Regions from separate parts of the Oryctolagus cuniculus genome. Here region 2 is linked to region 1. The links are chromatin contacts, called in public Micro-C maps. All regions are on one chromosome and are shown on one strand. The core of a region is the stretch at or near the end of the contact, and the rest is flanking DNA. Distances in the headings are between cores, read along the strand shown.

The links. Hi-C and Micro-C count contacts between places; a contact is called where the count stands out from the background.
Region 2: a contact with region 1 is called in a Micro-C map of ear pinna, with 4 times the contacts expected there. The contact joins two enhancer-like sites. A contact is called at or near these places in 4 of 6 Hi-C or Micro-C datasets (ear pinna, embryonic fibroblasts, psoas muscle and 1 more).

What each region holds. Positions count from the first base shown.
Region 1 is chr1:146,206,009-146,212,290 of mOryCun1.1, reverse strand. IPPK (inositol-pentakisphosphate 2-kinase) reads right to left here. Exons shown (of 13, transcript XM_002708226.5): 11 at 5,928-6,030. Among named protein-coding and RNA genes, the nearest start is that of IPPK, 44 kb to the right of the region's middle. Within about 2 kb of position 3,475, at least 3 of the 8 cell types and tissues checked have an H3K27ac peak or open chromatin away from gene starts, as enhancers often do. A contact at or near this core is called in ear pinna, where this site is marked.
Region 2 is chr1:146,442,080-146,447,541 of mOryCun1.1, reverse strand. All of the region lies in intron 4 of CENPP (centromere protein P), which reads left to right. Among named protein-coding and RNA genes, the nearest start is that of CENPP, 25 kb to the left of the region's middle. Within about 2 kb of position 2,396, at least 1 of the 8 cell types and tissues checked has an H3K27ac peak or open chromatin away from gene starts, as enhancers often do. A contact at or near this core is called in ear pinna, where this site is marked.

The DNA.
Region 1 (6,282 bases), core at 2,226-4,725:
TTACACAGAAAAAGCCCTGGCATCCCGTATGGGCACTGATTCGAGTCCCAGCTGCTCCACTTCCGATCCAGCTCCCTGCTAACGTGTCTGGGAAAGCAGTGGAGGAAGGCTCAAGTGCTTGTGTCCCTGCACCCACATAAGAGACCCTGAAGAAACTCCTGGCTCCTGGCTTCGGATCCAGCCGTTTTGGCCATTTGGGAAGTGAACTAGCGGATGGAAGACCTCTCTCTATCTCTCTTCAACTCTTTCAAATAAATAAAATAAATCTTAAAAAAAAAAAAAAAGTAGAGATTGAAAGAAGGGATGTGGTTGAATGAAGACAAGAATCAGAAGGACTTTAGTGTAACAGATCTCAAGGAGGGCCCAGGGGTTGTGCCTAAGTGTGAAAACACAGGTTGTGAAAATGGGTAGGGGCTGGTGCTGTGGCACAGGGTAATCCTCCATCTGCAGCACCAGCATCCCAAATGGGTGCCGGTTCTAGTCCTTACTGTTCCTCTTCTGATCCAGCTCTCTGCTGTGGCCTGGGAAAGCAGAAGATGGCCCAAGTCCTTGGGCCCCTGAACCCACGTGAGAGACCTGGAGGAAGCTCCTGGCTCCTGGCTTCGGATCGGCCTAGCTCTAGCCATTGTGGCTATTTGGGGATTGAACCAGCAGATGGAAGACCCTTTCTCTCTGTCTCTCCCTCTCACTGTCTGTAACTCTACCTCTCAAATAAATAAAATCTTTAAAAAGAAAATAAAATGGGTAAATAGAAGTATGTCACCCTTTCAAGCAAAAAATATGTAAAATAAAGAGAAATTTTAATTTAAAAAAGTAAACTAGAAATAAATTCTATCAAAGGAAACATAAACTTATGGTCTGAAAACTAACAATAATATCAAAAGAAAGACCTAAATAAATGGAAAAACATCCCGTGTTAATAGAGCAGAAGTTTTATTACCCAGAGCAATCTGTCAGTTTCTCAAAATCTCTATTAGAATCCCAGCTGGCTTCTCTGTAGAACTTGGCAAGCTCATTCTAAAATTCATATGGAGTTGCAAGGGGATAAAGCTATCTTGAATAAGAAGAAAGACAGGCTGGCATCGTAGCACAGTGGATTAAACTGCTGCCTGTAATGCCAGTCTGAGTCCCAGCTACTCAGCCCCTGACCCAGCTCCCTACCACTGCACCTGGGAAGGCAGCAGCGGATGCCGCACGTGCTCGGGTCCCTGCCATGCACGCAGGAGACCGTGCTGGAGTTCCTGGCTTGGGCTGGGCCCGGACATGGCTGTTACCAGCATCTGGAGAATGAATCAGTGGGTGGGAATATCTCACTCACTCACCCTCTCGCTCCCTCCAGCTTTCAAACAAGCAAAAAACAAAAAAACAAAGTTGGAGAATTCACACTTCCCCATTTCAAAACCTATTAAAAAGCAACACTAATAAAACAGGGTACTGGTATAAACAGAGACATATACATCGATAAATCACATTTACATGTCTATAAATAAACCCATACATTTTCAAGTCAAGCAATTTTCAAGAAATCTATCAAGACCACTCACTGGGAGAAAGAACAATCTCTTCAACAAATGGATAGTCACATAAAAAAATGATGTCAAAGTCTACCAAATATCATATATAAAAGTTAACTCAAGATGGATCAAAGAACTACATGTAAGAGCTAAAACTACAAAACTCTCAGAAGGAAATGGGGAAATCACCATGACCTTAGATTTAGCAATGAATTCTTAGATATGATACTAAAAGGATGAAAAACAATAAAAAGATTAAATGGGTTGCTTCAAAATTTCAGTGTGTGTGTATTACCAAGAAAGTAAAAAGATAACTATACAGGAGAAAACACCTGCAATGCAGTCAGGTATCTATAAGGGTCTAACACCTAGAATAACACATCAGGAATGCTTGCAACTCAACAAGAACACATACTACACAGTTCTGGAGTAGGCAAAGGGTGAAGCAGCCTCTTGGAATGCCCACATCCCACACTGTCAAGCCTGACCTGAGTCCTGGCTACTCCACGCTTCTGGTTTCAGCTTCCTGCTAACGCACCTGGGAGGCAGATGACAGCCCAAGTGCCTGGGTTCCTGCCACCCATGTGAGAGATGGGGGGAGCCCCTGGTTCGTGGTTTGGCCTGACCTATCCCTGGCTACTGCAGGCATTTAGGGAATGAATAAGAGAATGAAAGCGTTCTCTCTCTCTTCCTCTCTCTGTTTACTTTGCCTTTCAACTAAATAAAAAGCTTTTTTAAAAAAACAGTAGGCAAAGGATCTGAATAGACATTTCTCCAAAGAAAAATACATAATGGGCAGCAAGCGTATGAAAGAATACTCTGAACCCTAGAAACAGAGAAAACCTACGTCTGCATAAGAACCTGTACACAAGGACTTGGAGCAGCACTCCGGGTTCATGCTGCATCACGCCGCACCTTCTCAACACCACGTTAAGTGAAAGACGCCGGGCACAAAGGACAGCACGTAGAACGATACCATCTCCATGCAGCGCCAGAACAGACCAGCCCACGCGGAAACAACAGGCTGGGGGCTGCTCGGGTCTCAGGGACAGGGAGACAGTGGAATGACAGCTCGGGGTACAGAGCTCCTGCTGAGGTGGTTGCTGTGTACACTCTCAATAAAGCAGCTACGGAGAAAAAGAAGACAAAGGAAGTATCTGAGGTGCAAGAATGGTGGGCAATGATACTGAGCAAACAGATAAATCTAAACACCCGTTAAATTTTAAAAAAACAGTACTCTAAAACCAGGACTTTAAATAAATAACAAGACAACCAGTCTGAGACAACAGCTGCGTGTGTAAGTTCGGAAAGACCAAGTCCTTATGTTGTGCAAGGGCTGGGATGTTAAACAGGTTAATTTTATTTATTCAGGGTCAAACTGAACATGCACTATGAAAAGACAGAAACTGAAGGCTTCCAAAACCAGCCGAGCAAAAACCAGAATAAAGCAGGCAGAGTGCAGAGGTTAGCAAACTGCAGGCCAGAGGCAAAGCCAGCCTCCACCACTTGTTTTCATAAACAAAGCTGTGCTGGGCTGGGCTGTGCTCACTTCTGTGCTACGTGGCAGTGCTGTGTAGCTGCACCAGGGACAAGACAGCCCCACAAGGCTACGCCATTCGCTATCTGGCCCTTCACAGAAAGTCTGCTGGCGCTGGCTCCACAGCACTCGTCAACTGATGAGAGCCAGAGGCGCTGTGGGCTGCAGCTCCCTGTGCTGCCATGAGGACAACATTCCCGCCCCCTCCACAAGGACAAGGTTCGGCTGGCTCAGCGGGCAAGGACTCTGCTCTAGGAGTGCTCTCAGCAGCTCCCCAGCCTCGCAACCACCCTCCTCAGGCTCAGCAACGAGAACCTAAACCCCCCAAGAGAGGAAGGGCGGCCCTCATATTCCAAGACCCCACGCCACGTCTACCAGCTTCAGCAGTAGCATCCCGTGGCACCCAGCACAAGCCACAACCACACTCACATCTGCCAGGTCTCACACGTGCAAGCGTGCATCCATGTGTCCAAGTGTACACATGTGGTGATGTGCATAGGTTTTCCATGTGTACAGGTGTGGTGTGGTACACATGTGTATGCGTCTGCACCATGTACGTGTCTCCGTGTGTGCATATGGAACATACGGTGTGTTTGTGGATATTCCAATGCATCTATAGTAGTGATTTCAACAGTTAGATGGTAACCATCTGACTAGATTACATTTACGTAAGGTTAAAAATTAAAAATTAATTCATGCTGATTTCTAGAAAATTGGAAAACACAGACACAGAAGTGTAGTCCAGCTTTTTCTCTTAGGAAAAAACACACAGACCGGCAAAGCCGGTGTGTGTCTCTGGTCGGCGCACCAAGCTGCAGGACCCACGGCAGCCTCGCACGGCTTTGCTATCCACCTCCGCACTGAGCCGACCCAGCCCGGGGCGGCAGAGTTCACATAGCGCCTACAGCGCATCTTCAGTCCCGGCTCCTCCTCCTCCCCCTTCTCCTTGAAAAACTCTCCCAGCTGCATCTTCAGCCAAAGACGTCTTTCACCAGACCCGTCACGGCACAGGCGGCCAAGCCCGTGCACGGGAGAAGGGACGGCACCGTGTGCCTTCGAGGGTTTCCACAGCCCTTGTCTCCACTGTTGAGAACAGTGGGTTTTTTTTTTCACCTTGCACTACTTGTTGAACTCTTTACTTACTGTAGGGTTAATCCTAGGAGTATAAGGAAACTGAAAATAGATCTTTGTAAAAATTAAGAGTGGGCACAGGAGAGGGAATGGGAAGAAGGGTGGGAGTGCGGGTGGGAGGGGATGGTAGAACGAGAAGAATCTGTGTATATGAAATGCATAAAATTTCTCTACCTTAAATAAAATTTTTTTAAAAAGCTGCATTTCTTCACAGTTCTAGTCTCCTCAGATGTTTGGCAGCCTCACAGAGCCAACACACCCCTTTCAGAGTAAGTTTTAAATGCATAAAACATAAAATATAGGGATGGGCCCCGGGCACAGGCGCTGACATGCCAGAGGCCCGGAGCCTTGATATCCACTATCAGAGTGCCTGGGTCTAAGCCCAGTTCTGCTTCCAACTCCAGCTTCCTGATAATGCACACTCCAGGAGGCAGCAGGTGATAGTTCAAGTACTGGGGTCAGGGCCAGTGTTGTGGCACAGTGGGTCAGGCTGCCACCAGCAATAATAACACCCCATACTGCTGGTTCCAGTCCTGGCTGTACCACTTCTGATCCAGCTCCCTACTCATGAGTCTGGGAAAACAGTAGAAGATGGTACTTAGACCTCTGCACCCATGTGGGAGAACTGGGAGTTCTGGACTCCTGACTTCGGGCTGGCCCAGCCCTGGCCATTGTGGTCATTTTGGGGAGTGAACCAGCAGACGGAAGATCTCTCTGTCTCTCCCTGTGTGGTTCTTCCTTTCAAATAAATAAATCTAAAATAATAAGTACTTGGGCCCCTCACCCACGTGGAGACCAAGATTGAGTTCCTGACCTCATCCTGGCCCAGCCCTGGCTGTTACACGCATTTGAGAAGTGAACCAGTGGACTGAAGAACACATTCTCACTCTGTTTCTCTCTGACATTCAAATAAAGTAAAATATTTTGGGGGCTAGTGCTATGACATAATAGGTTAAACATATGCCTGCAGTGCCAGTTCAAGTCCCAGCTGCTCCACTTCCAATGCAGCTCTCTGCTTACGGCCTGGGAAAGCAGTGGGGATGGCCCAAGTGCTTGGGCCCTGGAAGAAGCTCCTAGCTTCAGATCGGTGCAGCTCCAGCTGTTGCAACCATTTGGGGAATGAACCAGCAGATGGAAGACCTCTCTCATCTGCAATTATGCCTCTCAAGTAAATAAATAAATCTTTAAAAAATAAATAAAATAAAATAATTTTTAACAAAATATAGAGTGAAGATGTAAAATACGACATTTTTAAAAGCAGACGAAGAGCACAGTAATATGCGTACGAGGCAGTGACAGACACGACCATGTCGGAGATGCCTGTAGCTGCAGCGTGGGGTGGAAGATTCTGCGTCTTGCCAACCGCACGGGGTCCTGAGCACACTGGTAATGGAAGGAAATGTTAACTTTCAAGTAGAGGCCAGTGAAAATAAAGAGGCAGTTCTGTCCTACCCAGTGCACAGGGCCCTTACCTCCCTGAATTCCACAGTCCCGGGAAGTGAAGGACCAGGCTCCTTCCAGGCACATGCTCCCAGGCCACTCTGTGGCTCTGTTCTGGTCCTCAGCTCAGAAGGGGCGGGCCCCGGGCCCCAGGGAACCCAAGGAAATCCTCCTTGGAAGCCCGGCACTACCATCCCCTGGCCCGGCCCATCTGGGGGCGCTGCGGTCGCTCTTCCACACTCCCGGCTTCTGAGCCGTGACCCTCAGGGTAGGAGCACAGGCAGGGTTCGGACAGGCCTGCCCACCTTTGTCAACGCGAAGGCCACCGTCCCGTCGTCCTCCGTGGAGAGGTCAAACAGCTTCTGGTAAAACGCTTCATCGTAAGGCCCATCTATTTGTAACGTTTTTCTGAAGAAGAAAGCACAGAAAACGTGACCAAGTGGCCTGGAAATTGTTCCTCCAATCGCTAACATGCCCGACACCCCACAGCAAGGTTCAGGGTCACACACTTCATTTCTAAGGGCACCAGAGAGACACTGCTTCCGCATATTAAACTGGATTCCTGGACATTAAGGGCCCACACAGAAGCAGCAAGCCCAGAGCCAGGGAACCCTGCGGGGAGCCCTCTCCTGTTCGTGGCAAATGGAGTCACGTGGGCAG
Region 2 (5,462 bases), core at 1,147-3,646, 240 kb before region 1:
CATTTTTCCTTTTGTCCAGGCCCTGCTTGGAAGTAGCATCTGCTATTTGGAAGTTACGAAAGGAAGAATGGTGTAATGTCTATCCCTTGTATAATAGTCATGTTATAATGTAGTTAGTTAATAATATATTATCTCAACCCCCCCCCCCCTTTTAAGATTTATTTATTTGAAAGGCAGAGTTATAGAGAGGCAGAGGCAGAGAGAGATTTTTCATCTACTGGTTCATTCCGTAAATGGCCTTAATGGCTGGAGCTGGGCCTATCCGAAGCCAGGAGCCAGGAGTTTCCTGTGGGTCTTCCATGCAGGTGCAGGGGCCCATGCACTTGGGACATCTTCTGCTTTCCCAGGCTATAAACAGAGAGCTGGATTGGAAGTGGAGCAGCCGAGACTCGAACTAACTGCTATATGGGATGCCAGAACTGTAGGCGGCCACTTTACCCGCTGTGCCACAGCACCCGTCCCATCTCAGCCCTTTTGATTATTCTAATAGACTGGGTTGCCACTTTGTGGAGAGTGACTTGTATTTTAGAAAGGATGCTGGTCATACATAGGTCAGAGACCTGGGTTTGAGGCCAGACTCTATTGCCCTTGTATAAATTCTTATTTTGTTTTTTCTTCTTTGTGCTGTAATGTAATATAAATGCTACATGCCTAAACATAAATTTACTTTTAGTTTTCCCTTAAATGTCTGTAGTTTTTCAGACTGAGAATTGTATCTTTAATTTTTGGAAAACTTGTAAAAATTGGTTTTTTTTTTTTTTTGACTCTTGCTATTACCCTGATCTTCCCTTATCCTAGTATGCATTCATATAAAATGCTAAACCTCTCACAAATAGAATAAGAACAATAATATGCTTGCAATTTCTTTCAGCCTTTGTGCCTTTATTGTCATATAATTCACTTTTGTGTGTGTTAACAGTTTCCTGAGTATGTGTTACTTATTTTGCTTTAGACCATCCATTACATTTTAAAGTATTTAGAAATAAAAGAGATGGTTTTGCATGTTTATCTTCATTTTTACCATTTCCAACATTCTTCAATGATTTATATTGACTCAGGTCTCTAACTGGCACACTCCTTTTGCCTTAAGAACTTCCTTTAATATTGGGCTGATCTGTTTGCCATTAATTCTGTCAGTCTGTTTCTCTGAAAAGATGTTTATTTGCCTTCATTTTTAAAAAAAGATTTATTTATTTTTATTTGAAAGACAGAGTTACACAGAGAATGAGAGACAGAGAGCGAGCCTCCATCCACTGATTCACTCCCCAAATGGCTATAACAACCTGGGCTGGGCCAGGCCAAAGCAGAAGCCAGGAGCTTCTTCTATGTCTCCCAGATGGATGCAGGGGTCCAAGGAATTGGGCCATCCTCCACTGCTTTCCCATGTGCATTAGCAGGGAGCTGGATTCTTTTTTTTTTTTTTTTTTAACTTTTATTTAGTAGATATAAATTTCCAAAGTACAGTTTATGGATTACAGTGGCTTCCCTCCCCCCCCATAACTTCCCTCCCACCCACACCCCTCCCATGTCCCGCTCCCTCTCCCATTCTATTCACATCAAGATTTGTTTTCAATTATCTTTGTATACAGAAGATCAATTTAGTATATATTAAGTAAAGATTTCATCAGTTTGCCCCCACACAGAACACAAAGTGCAAAATACTGTTTGAGCACTAGTCATATCATTGATTCACATTGAACTACACATTAAGGACAGAGATCCTACATGAGGAGTAAGTACACAGTGACTCCTGTTGTTGACTTAACAAATTGACACTCTTGTTTAAGGTGTCAGCAATCTCCCCAGGCTCTGGTCATGAGTTGCCAAGGCCATGGAAGCCCCCTGAGCTCGCTGACTTTGATCTTATTTCGACAAGGCCATAGTCAAAGTGGAGGTTCTCTCCTCCCTTCAGAGAAAAGTACCTCCTTCTTTGATGGCCCGTTCTTTCCACTGGGATCTCACTCGCAGAGATCTTTCATTTAGGTTTGTTTTTTGTGTTTGTGTGTGTGTGTGTGTTTTGTTTTTGTTTTTGCCAGATTGCCTTGGCTTTCCATGCCTATAATACTCTCATGGGCTCTTCAGCCAGATCCGAATGCCTTAAGGGCTGATTCTGAGGCCAGAGTGCTATTTAGGACATCTGCCCTTCTATGAGTCTTCTGTGTAAGGGAGCTGGATTCTAAGTTGAGCAGCCAGGAGTTGAACTGGGATGCTGGTGCTGTGGGCCATGGCTTAACCTGTTGTGCCACAGTGCGGGCCCCTGCCTTTATTTTTTATTTATTTATTTATTTTTAATTCAAAAGGCAGAGTTATAGTTAAGGAGAAACAGAGATCTTCCACCCACTGACACACTCCCCAGATGAAGGTAACCAAGGCTGGGCCGGACTCAAGCCAGGAACTTGGAACTCCATCAGGCTCTTCCATGTGGGTGGCAGGGGTCCGAGGACTTGGGCCATCATCTGTTGCTTTCCTAGGAGCATTTGCAGGGAGCTGGATCAGAAGCAGAACAGCTGGGACTTGGGACTCTGATATGGTATGCTGACATGCAAGCAGCAGCTTAATCCTGTATTCCACAACATTGGCCCCTGCCTTCATTTTTTGAAAGGTACTTTTCTGGCTACAGGATTCTTGGTTGACAGTTTTTCTTTCCTATCTCTAAAGATATGCTTTTATTGTCTTCTGTATTACTCAGGTTGTGAACAGAAGTCTGCTGGGATTGTTACATTTGATTTCTGTATTAAAATGTGTGTTTGAAGATTGCCTTCCAGCCTTTGATGTATGTTTTTTTTCCCCACAGTTTATGCTATATCCAGGGTGTATTTGTGTGAAAATTCGATCTGTATCTTCAAATGTTCATTTTTCCCAGAACTCTACTGCTCTACCACTCTAATTACACATATGTTAGACAGTGTTTAGTGTCATCTCACAATGTTTAGATGCTGTGTTCTTTAACTCTTATAGCCTTGTGTTTCACTTTGATCATTTCTGTTAACACATGTCCAAGTTCACAGATTGTTTCCCAGCTGAAGTATAGTCTGCTGGTGACCCATGGAAGAAATTCATCTTTCTTGCAATGTTTTTTATTTCTAGCATTTCTATTTAATTCTTTATTTCTCTCTTTCCACATTTTCCATGTGTTTAAGGAAGCTGCCCACATTTTCCACTAGATTTTTTAAACTTATTAATCATTATTTTGAAGTTCCTATCTGACAGTACCAACTTCTGAGTCATCTCTGCATGTGGTTCTGATTAGTTTACAGTGGGTTATTTTTCTTGTATTTTAAAAGTTACAGGGCCGGCTCCGTGGACCAGTGGGTTAATCCTCTGCCTGCAGTACCAGCATCCCATAGGGGCGCCATTCTAGTCCTGGCTGCTCTTCTTCCAGTCCAGCTCTCTGCTGTGGCCTGGGAGGGCAATGGAGGATGGCTCAAGTGCTTGGGCCCTGCACCAGCATGGGAGACCAGGAGGAAGCACCTGCTCCGGATCAACATAGCTCCAGGCGATACAGCCATCTGGGGAGTAAAGCAATGGAAGGAAGACCTCTCTCTCTGTCTCTCCCTCTCACTGTCTGTAACTCTGCCTCTCAAATAAATAAAAATCTAAAAAAAAAAAAAAAAAAAAAAGACTTATAATTTGAGAAGCAGAGAGACAGCAAGAGTGAGAACAAGCTCCCATCTGCTGCTTCACTCTCCAAATACCTGCAACAGCTCGGAACTCAAGCTAGGTCTCCCACATAGTTGGCAGAGACCCAACCTGAGCCATACCTGGTTGTCTCTCAGGATCTGCACTGGCAGGAAACTGGACTCAGGAACCAAGCTAGGCACTCTGATATGGGATGCAGATGTCCCAGGCATTCTACCCCTCTTGAAGTGTTGTCTCATAATTTTTGGTTGAATGATGGACATGGTCTGTGGTAGAACAATAGTGACTGTCGCAGATAATATTTATGCCCAGAAACATATACATTTATTTTATTAGACATGTGGTGTAGGGTTAATCAAGGTAGATAGTGTTGAGCTTAAAGGTGGGATTTCTGTTGCTTTCACTACCTTGAAGCATCACAGCTTGTAATTCTTCCAGCAGAGGGCTGTTGTTGCTTTATATTTAGAATGGAGCCTTAGGAGCTGGAGGGTTTCCCCAGTGATCCAGCTCTGCTTCCAGCTTTCAGCAGCCCCTGTGTGTTCACACCTCAGAGGAGTGCTTCTCCAGCAGTTGACTCCTGATGCTTGGTATTTGATGCTAAGCTTATGGTGGGAACAAAGGGAGTTCTGCCTTTCCGTGGTCCATCATCGGTTTTGGGTAGGTCCTATCAACCTGTGCCTCAGGTAAATGGCTTTCTCAATGCTTTTGTTCTTCCTTCCTGGTGCAGTCAAACTCAACCCATCTTTGTTTTTGTCTTGAGTGGGCAGTGTTTCTGTCTTTTTTATTTTTATTTTATTTTATTATTTGAGAAGTAGAGAAAAAGGTCTTTCATCCACTGGTTCACTTCCCAAATGGCTGCAACGGATAGGGCTGGACCAATCCAAAGCCAGGAGCCACTGCTTTCCCAGGCCATAGCAGAGAGCTGGATTCAGAAGAGGATCAAGTGTGTCTTTTCCCTCCTTCAGTGGTAGCAGACCTGTTTCGTCGTGTGTAGGGTCCTGAACACAATGGATATCCTGGCCCACCAGTGGCCTAGAGGACTTCCATTCTGCCCCTCTTCTAGAAGTAGTGTATCTTTATCTTGGCCTCAGAGTATTCTTATCCTTCTTCCAGACTCTGATTCATTCTCCTTCTTTGAAATAATGTACTTTTTCTTCTGTTGGTTTTCTGCCTATCCTTCAGTGGCTTAAGAATTGTGCTCCTGATAAGGATTAAGGCTTCATACCTGTACCCCAGCAGCAGCTGCCCCCTTTGCAAGCCTGTGCCACTGAGGGGAGCTCTTTGGGCTCCTGCCAGGACCACAGTCTGTCTGGGGTTCCCCTCTGTTCCAAAATGGCAGTAACTGACTCTTGCCCTTTGGTTTCTTGTTACCCACTGGTGTGGTGACTGTTTCTCTCCTCTGTGTTTAGCCAAAGGTGAACTGTTTACGTGTTCTAAATTTCACTTGAAAGAGAAAACTTTTAATTTAGTTGGTTCCTTTGTGACTGCAAGTCTTTATTGGGCTCAGTAAAGGTTATGACTTTATATATTATTGAAGTTTTCCTTGATGGTAGGTTGAGAGTGGCCTTATCTTTGCAGCACCTTACATCTTCTTTGGAAGCAGTTTGTGACTAATTGGGTGGTTAAAACCCCATCCATAGAGCGTTCATCTTCACTGACAATATTTTTCATTTGTAGAGGTTCTATGTGTTTGTTTGTTTGTTTTTAAGATTTATTTTACTTGAAAGTCAGTTACACAGAGAAGGAGAGGCAGAGAGAGAGAGAGGTCTTCCATCCACTGGTTCACTCCCCAATTGGCCGCAACGGCTGGAGCTGCGCCGATC